Linked DNA regions of Gossypium hirsutum: regions 1 and 2 are each linked to region 3. Evidence: chromatin contacts called from public Hi-C data. All regions are on one chromosome and are shown on one strand. Each heading gives the region's core, a stretch centred on a gene start, on an enhancer-like site or on the middle of the called end of the contact. The rest is flanking DNA. Distances are from core to core; before and after follow the strand shown.

The links. A called contact is a pair of places that touch in the nucleus more often than the background predicts.
Region 1: a contact with region 3 is called in a Hi-C map of leaf, with 4 times the contacts expected there. The contact joins the promoter of LOC107914687 here to the promoter of LOC107914688 in region 3. A contact is called at or near these places in 15 of 34 Hi-C or Micro-C datasets (anther, callus, cotyledon and 3 more).
Region 2: a Hi-C map of leaf shows a contact between it and region 3, with 1.6 times the contacts expected there. The contact joins the promoter of LOC107914684 here to the promoter of LOC107914688 in region 3. A contact is called at or near these places in 4 of 34 Hi-C or Micro-C datasets (callus and leaf).

The regions. Positions count from the first base shown.
Region 1 is chrD10:24,072,142-24,076,518 of Gossypium_hirsutum_v2.1, forward strand. LOC107914687 (transcription factor bHLH128) reads right to left here and starts at 2,397. Exons shown (of 6, transcript XM_016843682.2): 1 at 1,781-2,397. The coding sequence starts at 2,138.
Region 2 is chrD10:24,005,406-24,009,473 of Gossypium_hirsutum_v2.1, forward strand. LOC107914684 (pirin-like protein) reads left to right here and starts at 1,740. Exons shown (of 7, transcript XM_016843679.2): 1 at 1,740-1,945; 2 at 2,030-2,079; 3 at 2,175-2,213; 4 at 2,287-2,315; 5 at 2,412-2,474; 6 at 2,558-2,661; 7 at 3,137-4,068. The coding sequence starts at 1,842. The coding sequence ends at 3,620.
Region 3 is chrD10:24,256,392-24,260,689 of Gossypium_hirsutum_v2.1, forward strand. LOC107914688 (mitochondrial import inner membrane translocase subunit PAM16 like 2) reads left to right here and starts at 2,124. Exons shown (of 4, transcript XM_016843685.2): 1 at 2,124-2,348; 2 at 3,917-4,004. The coding sequence starts at 2,346.

The DNA of each region.
Region 1 (4,377 bases), core at 1,147-3,646, 180 kb before region 3:
TAAAAAGGGTACATTAAACACTATAGTATAGTGGGATCCCTCTCATCCTCGTGCAAATGGGCATTTAGACGATATGAACAACTCTAAGCTTCAAGTCCCTCTCACCCCCACTGAAGTAATGTCAGATCGAGCTACAAAGCTCATCTATCTTTACTTTATTTCAACTTGTCCAACTTGCACATCATAAAATATTCACCCCCCATAAAAGGCATAATATACTATATATATTTTATGCGTCTATATCGATTTCCATAAAGTAAAATAAAAGCATAATGTTTGGATTCCTAAGAAATTGGTGGGGACATGTGTGGCACGTGATTGATGCCCTGTAAGATCTCACCGGCCGGCAAAAAACCATGGTGGGTTGCATTGATTGGCTATCTATAACTTTCCCTAACCAACCATTAATTTCATTCTTTCTTTTATTTTCATTCTCTTTTGCTCTTTACCCACCTTCTTGTATTCATTCAAGCAACACACAAACACACTATCAAAGCTTTTGGATTATTTATTTCTATGTTTTTTGACTAGATCTGTGTGCCAGATATATACAGATTAATAAATATCACATTCAATACAGTAATTGACAATTTTATCTATCATTTCTAATATATTAAATGAAACAAATTATGAATTTTTGAAGGATTAAAAGCGTAAACTACAACACCCCATGTTGAAATACACTTCTTTGCTTCAAAGTGCCTTTGTCTTTTGCAACATTTAGCTTTTTAACTATACAGTCTAAAGATAGATCAAAAAGAATAGTATAATTTTATATCATTTCAACTTTTTAGTTGTGCATAAAAGTTATTTAAAACTTACTAAAAAAGTTAAAAAAATTTATTAGTAGTATCAAATATTAATTCATCTATTTAAAAAATAATTATCAGCAAAGTTTAAGAAGCTAATGTGTATTTTTAATGTAATTTAAAGATACTTGATAAGTTCTGTTTAAGGTTGAGAAAAAATTATCGAAAAAACAAAAATCAACCCAAACCGATTAATTGGATCAAACCAAATCAAATTCTATTTTTATTTAATTTATAATTAATTAATTTTTTTCTTATGATGTAAAAATAAATATTTTATATTTAAAATTACAAAATTATTTTTTAAAAATACCATATAAAATTTCTTGATTACTTTTTATTTGTTTGAAAATTTATTTTTTTCGTAAAAATATTCATGAAGAAAATATTAAAACTTTATGAGTGAAAAAAAATCATAAAACAAACCCTATTTTATAAAATTAAAATTGAAAGCCGGAAATTCAAATTCAGTATTAAAAACGCACTTTGACAAGCTAGTAATTTTTAAAAAAAATGGAAATAACCCAGTTTTGCTTTGCTTCATTCAAGAACTAAAACGTTTAATCAAAATTGAAAATGGACGTTGAAATATAACATTTTGGAGATTAATAATTATTAAAGACAACAAAGTAAACTAGATTAGGATTAATAAAAATAAATTTGCAACGGTAAATCATGAGTTACATAAGACACCAAATCAAATTAAAGCAATCTTTTCTTTAAAGGTGAGATTCATTATTACTCTAATTTTCGTAATTAAATTGAATAGAAAGTGACATTCGGGTCAACTTAAACATTTCGTCAACGCTTAGCATAATAATGCCGGTGAATTATTCAGGCCAAGGAAAGCCACCAATCAAAAGGAAAGGAAGTCATAAAAGTCAAAAATACCCCTAAGTAGATAATGATTAATCAGATAAACAAGGACAAAACGGTCGCTTTCAAAGGGAAAAAAAGGGAGGAGGCGTTACCGTTTTCCGATGTGAGGTGACTAAGGAAACCGGCGGGGGAGCTGCGTTGTCTGAGCAGAGAGGAAGAAGAAGGTGCAGGGTAAGATCCATGGGGATGATGCGGAGGAGGATGAGGAGGAGCAGGAGCAGCAGCAGCAGCTGATTTAGGCTCTCGCGGATCGTTGGATGAGCTGACTTTACAAGTTGACTCTGATGTTAAAGAGGAGGAGTCAGCGGCGGAGAAGTAGTGGCCGACGAGGTTAGGGTCCGCTCCGATGACGGAATCAACGGCGTTGGCCAGAAAGGAGCCGGGAGCAGAACCGTAACGGGTGAGGCCGGATTGACCCATGGGCTTTTGAGACGAAGATGATGGATACATGGCTTTGGTAGCGTGGAGAAATGGAAGAACTAGGAAGGGAAATTATATAAGTTAAAGGAGAAATCTTCTTTTTTTCAAAGCTCAAAGGAGTACATAAAAATGGAGGGATGGTTTGGATGCTTGATGGGGAAATGTCGTATGGAGGTTTTGCTTCCATCACACGGTGGTGATTTTTGTTACGTCACCACAACTAAATTGTTTTTTAGTTCTTATCTGAGTTGGCATAATTCACGTGCTCTTTGATTTTCTTTTTTTGTTCTCTTGCCGAGTTGGACTATTGTTGATTTTATTATTAATGACATTAAATAATTTTATTGCCAAATTTTGATTGGAGTCTCACTCTAATAAAATTATTTTATTATTTTATATTATAACTACATCCAATTTTTATTTACTTTAATTTCTCGTAATTTATAACAATTAATAACTTAATCTAATCTCACCAATTTAATCCCTCCACTTTTGCTAATTTGTTGTCCATAAATTCTTAAATTATTGGTCTTTACTAATTTTGTATATATAAATTGTTCAACTACTGATTTTTAAGTTGGCGAGGCAAATCTAAGGGGTAGGTAACCCAAAAATAACAACAACAATAAAAAGATTTTCAATGTAATCCCCTTATCAGTAAAGAAATTAAAAATTGATACATATAAACTTATATTTTAGTCTATAAAAAAATTATAATTAAATCTCGGCACCTGCTAATTTTGCTATTCGCTCTTGTTTAAAAGTTTTCATAAAGACCGCATTCTAACAAATTAATAAAGGAGCTATCAATTTTCAACTTTATAAATGAAAATAGAATCCATTTTATGTAGAAAATTTCATTAGTCTTACAAAGTAAATAAATTTAATGGGCAAAAAAGTAATATTTAGATGTATATTCTAATTGTTAATTCATTTTTCACAACAAATATCATTTGCATATAAAATAAACTTTACATGTTAATAATAACTAGTATGGTTTCCAACTCATGCTCCGCATTGGGTTCATTGATTTTGAACTAGTTAGTTAAAATTTAAAGGTTACAACATTCTCTAAGTTTCTATACTCTTTGTATATTTGAAATTTAATATCTATTTTTTAAAGAATTTAGTTCCTTTATTTTTCAAACATAAAATTCAGATTCAATTATCAACACCATTAATATTCTTCTGTTAAATTTGTTGGCGTGACATTATAAACTTAGAACTCGATAATCATGTCACAAAAAATGGACTTGAATTTAACAAATAATTTAACGATGTTAACGATTCTTTAAATTTACGTTAGCATTTTGATTAGAATAAAATATTTAGATTAACTAATGACATTATAAATGTTGAGACACTAAATTATATAAAAAATTCAAATATAAAGATCGAATCTCAAATTTTAACATAGTATAGGGACCATATCTGAAATTTGACTATTTTTATATAATTAAAAAGTAGAAGGAACCAAAATTGAAAATTAAGAATGTCAAAAATGAAAAAGAGAGTGTCAAAAAGAAGAGGGACCAAAATTAAAAATTAACCATTTTTATTAAGAATGTAAAAAAGAAGAAAGTGCCTGGTGTCTAGAAAGAAAGACTTTAGGGCTTTCCATATATAGTAGTGTATATTTTTGGTAATATTTATTTATTTTTAAAATATACATACATTTATATATTTAAAAACAGTCAAATCAACAAGTATTCATGAATCAGTGTTAGAGGTGCTCATGGGCCGAGCGGCCCGGCCAGGCCCGATGGCCCGCCCAAAATATTTGAGGGTTCGGGTAAAAATATAGGCTCGAAATATGAGTTTGGGAAAAAAAGAGGCATGTTTAGAAAACGGGCCGGGCCTCGGGCACCACTTTTTTGGCCTGAGCTCGGTCCGGACCGACCTGAATATAATAAATATTTTTTTATTTTTTATTTTTTATTTTTTAATTTTAAAATACTTTTTTTATTTTTATTTTTAAAATATTTTTTTGTATTTATTAAAAAATAGGCCGGGCTCGGGCTTAGAAAATTTTTCGGGTCAGGTCTGGACAAAATTTTAAGTCCATGTTTCGGGCCGGGCCGGGCCCGAGCCTAAGATGCGAGTCAATTTTTCTGGGCCCGGCCCATGAACACCTCTAATCAGTGTATATAAAAGAATCAATATTAATTCATGTATCATCATTTTAAATAATTAAAAAAGAGAGTAGTATTGATAAAATATTTTTCCCTAAAAGAGAAAATCTTTTAGAGCTCCTTCTCCACTCTAAACT
Region 2 (4,068 bases), core at 490-2,989, 250 kb before region 3:
GGTAATTACCGACCCGTCTACGGGTAACCCCAACTGTAAATAGACGTCCTCTAAGGTGACAGTACACCCGCCGCATGGAAGATGGAATGTGTGTGTCTTAGGTCTTTACCTCTCCACCAACGCGCTTATGAGTTTCAGGTCCAAATTACACCCTCGGCCTACAAGGGTCACGTGCCAAAAACCGGCTTACCTCAAGTATGTTTCGATCAATGGTGATGGAGGACCGGGTAGATTACAAATATGACATTGTAAATTTCGATCTTCCGCCTATTTACATAAAAATTATAACAAAATTAAGTTAAAATATAACAATGAAATAAAAAATTAAAATTTATTCTTACCATTTACAATTGGTTGACGGAGATGTGCTTGTTATCAAGACGGATTAAAGACCTAGCCATTGCTAAATTATATTGAACACGAACAAATTTTTAATAAAAAAATTATTTATTGAAAATATTAATAAAAAAATAAAAAATAAAATTTAGATAAAAATTTAAGAGAGAATTTGAGAGATTTTTGAGAGATTTAAGAGATAACTGTGAGAAATGTGAATGAGAAGAAAGTGTGTAGGGGGAATTATAGTTTTTTTTTTTACCTTGGGGAAGAGGGGCAACGACTATTTGAAATAGCCGTTGGAAGTGACCGTTGGGGGGGAAGGGAAACACGTTGACCTGGATGCGTTTTCCTTTAGCGCGCTGACCTGACCACGTTTTATTGGTCAGGGAAAAAAAGCGCTGAGCTGGATGCGCTTTTCTGATTTTCTCCTGAAAATGACACCAGTTGGACGTGTTTTTGTATAATAGGCCTATTTCCGTAAGTTTCAAAAAAAGTGGCCTATTTCTATAATTTTTTTAAAAAATGGGTCTTTTTTGGTATATTAATCTGTAAATAATTATCTATTTGGGATAATTTTATTATTCAATAAAAAATTAATTTTCTTCTATTTTATAGATTTTAATCTTAGTATTCAAATTCAATTCATCATCAAAATTTAAAAACATTTAATTAATAAATAGTTAAATAAATAAAATTACTTAATTAAATTAAATCGATAAATTAACTCCTTTAAATCCAATTGAAGCAAGCCAAGCATAAAATGGCACATGACAAGATGACTCAGTTGGCCAATCTATATTATATGTAAGGCTGCTATAATAATAATGATAAAAGAAGGTGTTTAAGAAAGAAAAAAAAAAAGTCAAAATGATAAGGTTTTGTTTTTTATAAACAAATACAGCGCAATGCATAGGTATGAAAGATGTCATTCAATTATTATTATTATAAAGTGAAAAAGGATGAGTCCTTTTTCGGCTTATGTGTTTTTGGCAAATATACCATCAAAACCCCTAAATTATATCATCTTATTCAATTTTCATCCAATTCTATATCTTATGGTAAAATCTAAAAAGTTTTCTAATTTTCAAATTGGATTGAAATGATATCCAAGTAATTAATTTATTTTGTGTATATTGATACTATTTTAGTGGAGTAAATCAGTAATAAAACTAATCCAAATTCAATCATATATATAAAAAAGATCTAGACAGAAAGATGATGACAAAAGCTTGACATCATGATGATGATTGGTCCAAGGATGGAATGAATGGGTCCCAATGCAAATGTTTCCCCACGCCTCCCTTTCTGTCAGAACCTCCAACCAACCCCATTTTTAACTCTTTCCCTCCTCTTTTTGGGTCTCAATCTCCCAGTTTCACTACTTATATATAAACCCCCCAACATCATTCAAACACATAAACAGAGAGATTGATTGCTTACACAGCAACTCATTCATTGCAGACATCCGCAGAATCATTGTTTAGAAAATAAAAAGAACAATCATGTCTGAAACCTCTTTCGCTCGACCAAGATTGGTCACTAAGAAGTTTCTTCCCAAGCATCAACGCGAGGGTGACGGTGCTGTTGTCCGCAGATGCATTGGAAGGTTTCTTGATTTTTTTTCTTTCTCTTTGCCTTTCTGGGTTTTTATCCTTATTTTTCAAATTTGATTCTTTGTATATGATTTCAGGAGTGAATTGAAGACTTTGGATCCTTTCCTCATGATGGATGATTTTACAGGTATAGCTTCACTAGTGTCCGATATGAGAATACATATATATATATAAGTTCTCTTTTTTGAATTTATTGACCATTTTTGTTTTTATTGTTTGCAGTGTCTCCTCCGGCTGGATTTCCTGATCATCCTCACAGAGGTTCTTTGAAATTTCTTACCATAAATCTGTATCATATTCTTGTGAGGTAAATGTTGTTTGTGGTTTTTTACAGGGTTTGAAACAGTTACATACATGTTACAGGTAAATTTCTTGTTTCATTAATTTCTACAAAAACCACACAAATTGATACTTGAGAAACAACTGACATTTGGGGCCCTGTTTTTTTGTGGATATCAGGGAGGTATCACTCATCAAGATTTTGCAGGGCATAAAGGTACAATTCATACCGGTGATGTGCAGGTAATTATTTTCTCCTTTGAATGATTCAAATGACAGATCTGGTCAAATTTCTGGGTTTTTGATTTATTGGTTGAATGAAGCAGTGGATGACAGCAGGAAGAGGAATAATCCACTCTGAAATGCCTGCTGGAGAGGGTGTTCACAAGGGTTTGCAGCTTTGGATCAATCTCTCATCCCAAGACAAAATGTAAGAAACTTTAATTCGGATTTGACCTTCGCATTTGGGAGCCAATCTATAAATTTACTCTCTCTTTTTTTTCAACCAGCAAATTACCATTTGATTTTGAAGACCATTTTTATGAATAAAGTGAATCTCTTTCAAATATTTTCAGCTAATTAATATGTAATTTGTCTTCCTTGCTTTGACTGGTACATGATGTTTTTAGTTAATACAAATATTACTTGTATTTTATCTATTTATGTAGTTTGTTGAACAATGGATTTTTAAAATAATTCAAGAGATAGATGACAAGTTTGCTTTTTCGGGAAAAGAAAAGGGACAAGTTTTCAAATTACCTGTTTTTATCTGCAAAAGTCATGAAAATTCATCACATCTTCTACAATATTTCCTGTTTAGCAAAATCCCATACTATTTCTATTCATATTTGAAAATACGTCAAACATGAATGTTGAACATGAATATTTTGAAAAAATCTTGCCAGGATTGAACCAAGGTATCAGGAGCTATTAAGTAAGGACATTCCAAGTGCAGAAGAAGAAGGTGTAGAAGTACGAGTGATCGCCGGGGAATCGATGGGAGTCCAATCTCCTGTCTACACCCGAACCCCGGCGATGTACTTGGATTTCAGTTTAAGGCCAAGTACACAAGTTCACCAGCACATCCCAGAATCATGGAATGCATTTGCATACGTAATTGAAGGTGAAGGAGTGTTTGGGTACCAAAACAATTCACCCATACCACCTAACCATATGGCAGTTTTGGGTCCAGGGAATGGTCTAAGTGTGTGGAACAGATCATCAAAGCCATTGAGATTTGTGCTCATTGCAGGTCAACCGTTGAATGAACCAGTGGTTCAGTATGGTCCTTTTGTGATGAACACACAAGCTGAGATTGATCAAACCATTGAAGACTATCACTACAGCAAAAATGGGTTTGAAATGGCTAAGCACTGGAGATCACATTGAGTGATGATACGATTTGAAAAGCCCTTTACCAACAATGACAGCATCCCCAAGGAATAAAAAAAGGGCACCCCATATATATATATATATGTCATTCACTATCTCCATGATAGAGAGAGGTGAGATAGGAGAGCTGAAAAGGAAAGATTTCCTATTCATTGGAGCAAAAAAAAAAAAAAGCTTCTAGAGGTTCAAAGTGCAAGCTGGAGAAGTGTGTGCATATATAGTTCATCACTAAAAGTCATCATGCTGATTTTATGGGGTCATCTTATCTTTAGTTTAATTATATTTTTCAACTAGATTTTTATTATCTTTTCCATTTTGTATTTTTTAAAAATATATATTATGTTTTTTTTAAAAACCCTTTTGGTATATATCTTATGTTTTTTTTTTCTCTGTTGGTGGATATTATGGTAGGGTTTTTTTCTTTTAAAAAACTTTTTTATATGTT
Region 3 (4,298 bases), core at 874-3,373:
TATGAACTAGAATTTTTTGAACATATGTATTTTTTTTTATAAAATGATCATGATTAAAATTTGCTATAATTATTGTTGAAACTCTTGAAGAGATCAAAATATGTTTCCCCAAAATTCTTCTTTACTCGTGAGTACTTTTAGAAAAATTATGATATGAACATTTAGCAAATCTGCTCAAGTGATCATTTGAAAAACTAGTATTCAAGAATGAAATACGTAGAATCTAAGATATTATGTGATGTTATCATGAATGGGAGTAAATACATTATACTCTTTTTCCCTTAATTGAGGTTTTGCCCCAGTAGATTTTTCGAATAAGGTTTTTAATGAGACAATATGTTATGCGTGTTATAAATATGTATTCTCTTTTTCCTTCACTAAGACTTTTTTTCCCACAAGGTTTTTATCTTAATAAGATTCTAATGAGACATATTATCTTTCGATAGACATCCAATGGAGAGTGTCATAAATATTTTATTATTATAAAGTGGATATCCATTAGAATAAAAAATTTAATATACTTTAGGACTCTAATGTCCATTAGGAGTAAAATTTTATTCCATTTATACTTCTTATGCGTATAAATATAAAATTTGGGGAAGCATTGTAAATATAAAGTACTTATTTCTCTCATAATCTCCTCCTATTTCTTGTTTCTTTACTTTCTTGGGTAAAATACAAAAATGGCATCTAAATTATTGACTTTGTTCTATTTTGGTCACTTAACTATTAATTTTTTCGAGTTCGTCACTAAATTTTTTGAAATTAAATATTTTAGTCACTCTCCCACTATTTGTCGTTAGATGATTGACAGAAAATTGGCATGAATTTTTTTATTGGTTTAATAACAAATTTAACCCTTTAATGTTTATACATTCTATTAATTTGATCCTAAATCTTAAAAAAAAACAACAAATTTAACCTCCAATGTTTACAAAATTTATCTTTTAAGTTCAATATTCAGAAAAGCAAATTATTAAAAAAATTTCATTAAAAAAACTTTGATATATAAAAATATTATTTTATTTAATATAATAATTAAAAACTCATTACCAAATCACTATATAATTACATTTTTCCCTCAATTTTGATTTAAAACATTTTAAAATTAAATTATAAACTTCAATTTTGACATTTTATTTTTAATTTTGTTAAATTTATTAATCACAATTACATCTTCATTTTAAAATTTGGTATCCTTTTTAACTCTGTTAAGAGTAAACATAAATCATACTTCTATACATCATGATTTTTTTTCATCAAATACTAAATTAATTCCTTAGATGCAGGCCATGGCTGCAATCTCAGTTTGTTTGAAAAAGCGGCAGTGGAAATCAAAACGTCTCTATTACGGGCCGAGTAAATCCGTGGAGACTTTGCACAGTTACGCAGGCTGTAATCTTTTCTACTGGTTACACTTTATAGTCAAATGGGCAACTTCTTTGTGTTGCAAGGTGAAAGAATGCATACTCGAGCCGACATCACTTTCCATCTTCGACACTCTCAGCGTGACCTTTTGGGTGCTAACCTATGACAGAATTATTATCCTTACATTTATTACTTATTAGTACTTTAACATATATTAGTTAAGTTTGAGAAAGCTATGGGAAGTGAGCTACGGAGTAATATTCGTACCTAGTGGTGAAGACAGCTACACAATAACAATCCAGAAGAGCAAGAAGGTGGTTGTTGAGAGTAAAAATGCTAAATTTATTGATTTTTTTTAAAATATTGTTGAATAAATTTGTTGAGTTTTTTATATATATATATTGATAAAAATGTGTAAATATTATAGAGTTAAATTTATTATTAAGCTAATAAAATAACCCACATCAACTCCTCCATCACTTATCTAACTACGACTTAGGGGGAGTGAATAAAATATTTAATTTCAAAAATTGTAGTGATTAAATTAAAAAATTAATAATTAAATAATTAAAATAGTTAATGATTATTTTTGTACTCTACCCTTCTTTCTACAACATTTTGAAATTGTTTAGCAGAATTTTCATTGTTGGATTCTAAATCCAAAACATTTGGGCTTTCTCTCATCGATAATGCAATTTAGCCCAAAAACAACTTGGGTTTCTTCCATAAATAATCATTAAAAAAAAGGAAAGAATCTAACAATTCCAGGTTCCGTAGAAGGTATGGGAGTCGCATAAACTTTCTTAAAAAAGACCCCCGAAAAAGACTGCTTCGCTTTCTCGAATTTTCCTTCTCCGTTTATCCCTTTCTCTAAATTTTCTTCCGATAGAAATTAATTTTGTTTTCCCCTTTTTCTTCGGGGTAAAAAGAACCTTTTTCTCATATAAATCATTGATTAGCTCGAATTTCGATCCATTATGGTACGTTTCTCTATTACCCTTCTCTAATATTTGATCTAATGAATCAGTTGCATGATTTTTCTTCTCTTTTTGTATTTCATTTCGATGAATTATTGTTAAATACAGACAATTATAATGGAACAGAATGTTAAAAATGCTCTTTCTGAATGTTTGTTTGGATGTTTTTAGTTTGCTTGTAAACTTTTAGGTAATTCAGATTCGTGATGCAACAATAACTTGGTTAGTAATTTCCTGATAATCTGCTACAGAAGTTATGGATGTTATTGTCTTGGACATAATCTTGTTTCAAGTTAAAATGATCTGGTTCAACTTTTTGCTCTCTTTTAGTATCAATTTGAATTTCGGTTTTTGATTTTGCAAGCGAGTAATGTAATCCGAAAGAGTAGGTCAGTTTACAGGGTGTAGTCGAGCTCAAATCATTCGAAACTCGATCTGAAATGCAAGGCTCAACGCTCAACTTGAGTTTGATTGAATTTTGCTTTTATAGCTGAAGCAATTTGAGATAATAGTCGAACTGGATGAGCTTACTCAATTAAAGTAAAATATAAGCTCAGTTTCTATACTCAAGTTTGGATTTGAATTGAAACATTTAATAGTAATTAAAAAGAAAAAGCTCGATTAAGCTCTTAAACTACTCGAGTCAAATACTCAAATTGAGCTCTTTCACTAGCTCAAGATTTGGTCAAGCTGAATTCAAGTTTTTTCAAGCTGAGGCCAAACAGCTTTTGTAATACAAGTGTTTCTTTTGCTCTCTTAGATCTACTAAGGTTGGAGCTTAGTTTTTAGTGCTCTTAAAACCTAAAACTTGAGTGGTTTTGCTTGTTGTGTATGTCACTTCTTGCTTCAATGTCTCTATCTATCTTTCTTTTCTTAATTTTGATGTTATAGGGTGTCTCTGTTTTTGTTTGCTATAGTTTGTCATAGGCATCAGCTTCCTTAGTTTTGGACTCTATATTCATTTTATTTTTAAGAATCCAAATGGATCCCAATTCCCAAATGAGTCTAGTTACATTAGGTTTTAAATAGGTTTAATGCTTAGTTTTCCCAAACCACCAAATCGGGCATTAAAGTGAGTTGTTGTTGGAATGATTAGGGTAGCATCATTATTCTATCAAGCCATACAAGTTCATTGCTAGTTATAGCAGTGATATTTCTTAAATTATAGGTGATGCAAGTCACGAATGTGTTCAACCTGAAAGTGATCGAAGGACAAAATAGAGGTAACAATATCTTACATTGAACCACAGACATGCAACTTTCAATTGAAAGAATCAGTTCCAGATAAAATTAAATTCTAAACAAGGTTTTAGGAAGTTTGCAGTAAGCTTTATTGAGCTGTCTTGTGGTTCTTTCTCTGTGTTCTGGTTCTATTTAAGTGTTGTCTGGTGTCTTGATTTTAAGAATTCTGGAATTTGAAATACTGTCTTCTTGCTTGATAAAACTATTCAGGGAAGAGAGAATGTTGCAATGGGTGAGTGTAAAATAGTTAAAACTTTACATTTTCTTTTTAGGCTTTTTTCCTTTGTATTATCATTCTTCTTTGCTTATCCGTATATCTTTAAATGTAGGCTGCGAAGATTCTTGCCAACTTAATTGTAATGGGCTCAGGTATATTGGCTCGGGCCGTTGTTCAGGCATACCGTCAAGCACTTTCAAGTTAGTTCTTTACTGCAGTACTATTATTCCATGTACATAATGTTAACTTTGCTTGAACATTAGGAGCTTGCTTTTAAAAATGGAGCAATTGTATGGTATAATCATCCAAGCAGACTCTGCTTATTGTGAAAAGGGTTTGTTTGTTATTTCTGCTTGCTTGTTGCTGTTGTATTGTGTGGTGCAAATGGACTTTCTAGTTTCTTCAACCGTAGTGCCTTTTATATTGAGGTTGCAGCGGTTGTGGCTCTTGCAATACTAGAGTTTTGAGGTCACGGTAGTGTAAAGAGACAGGGA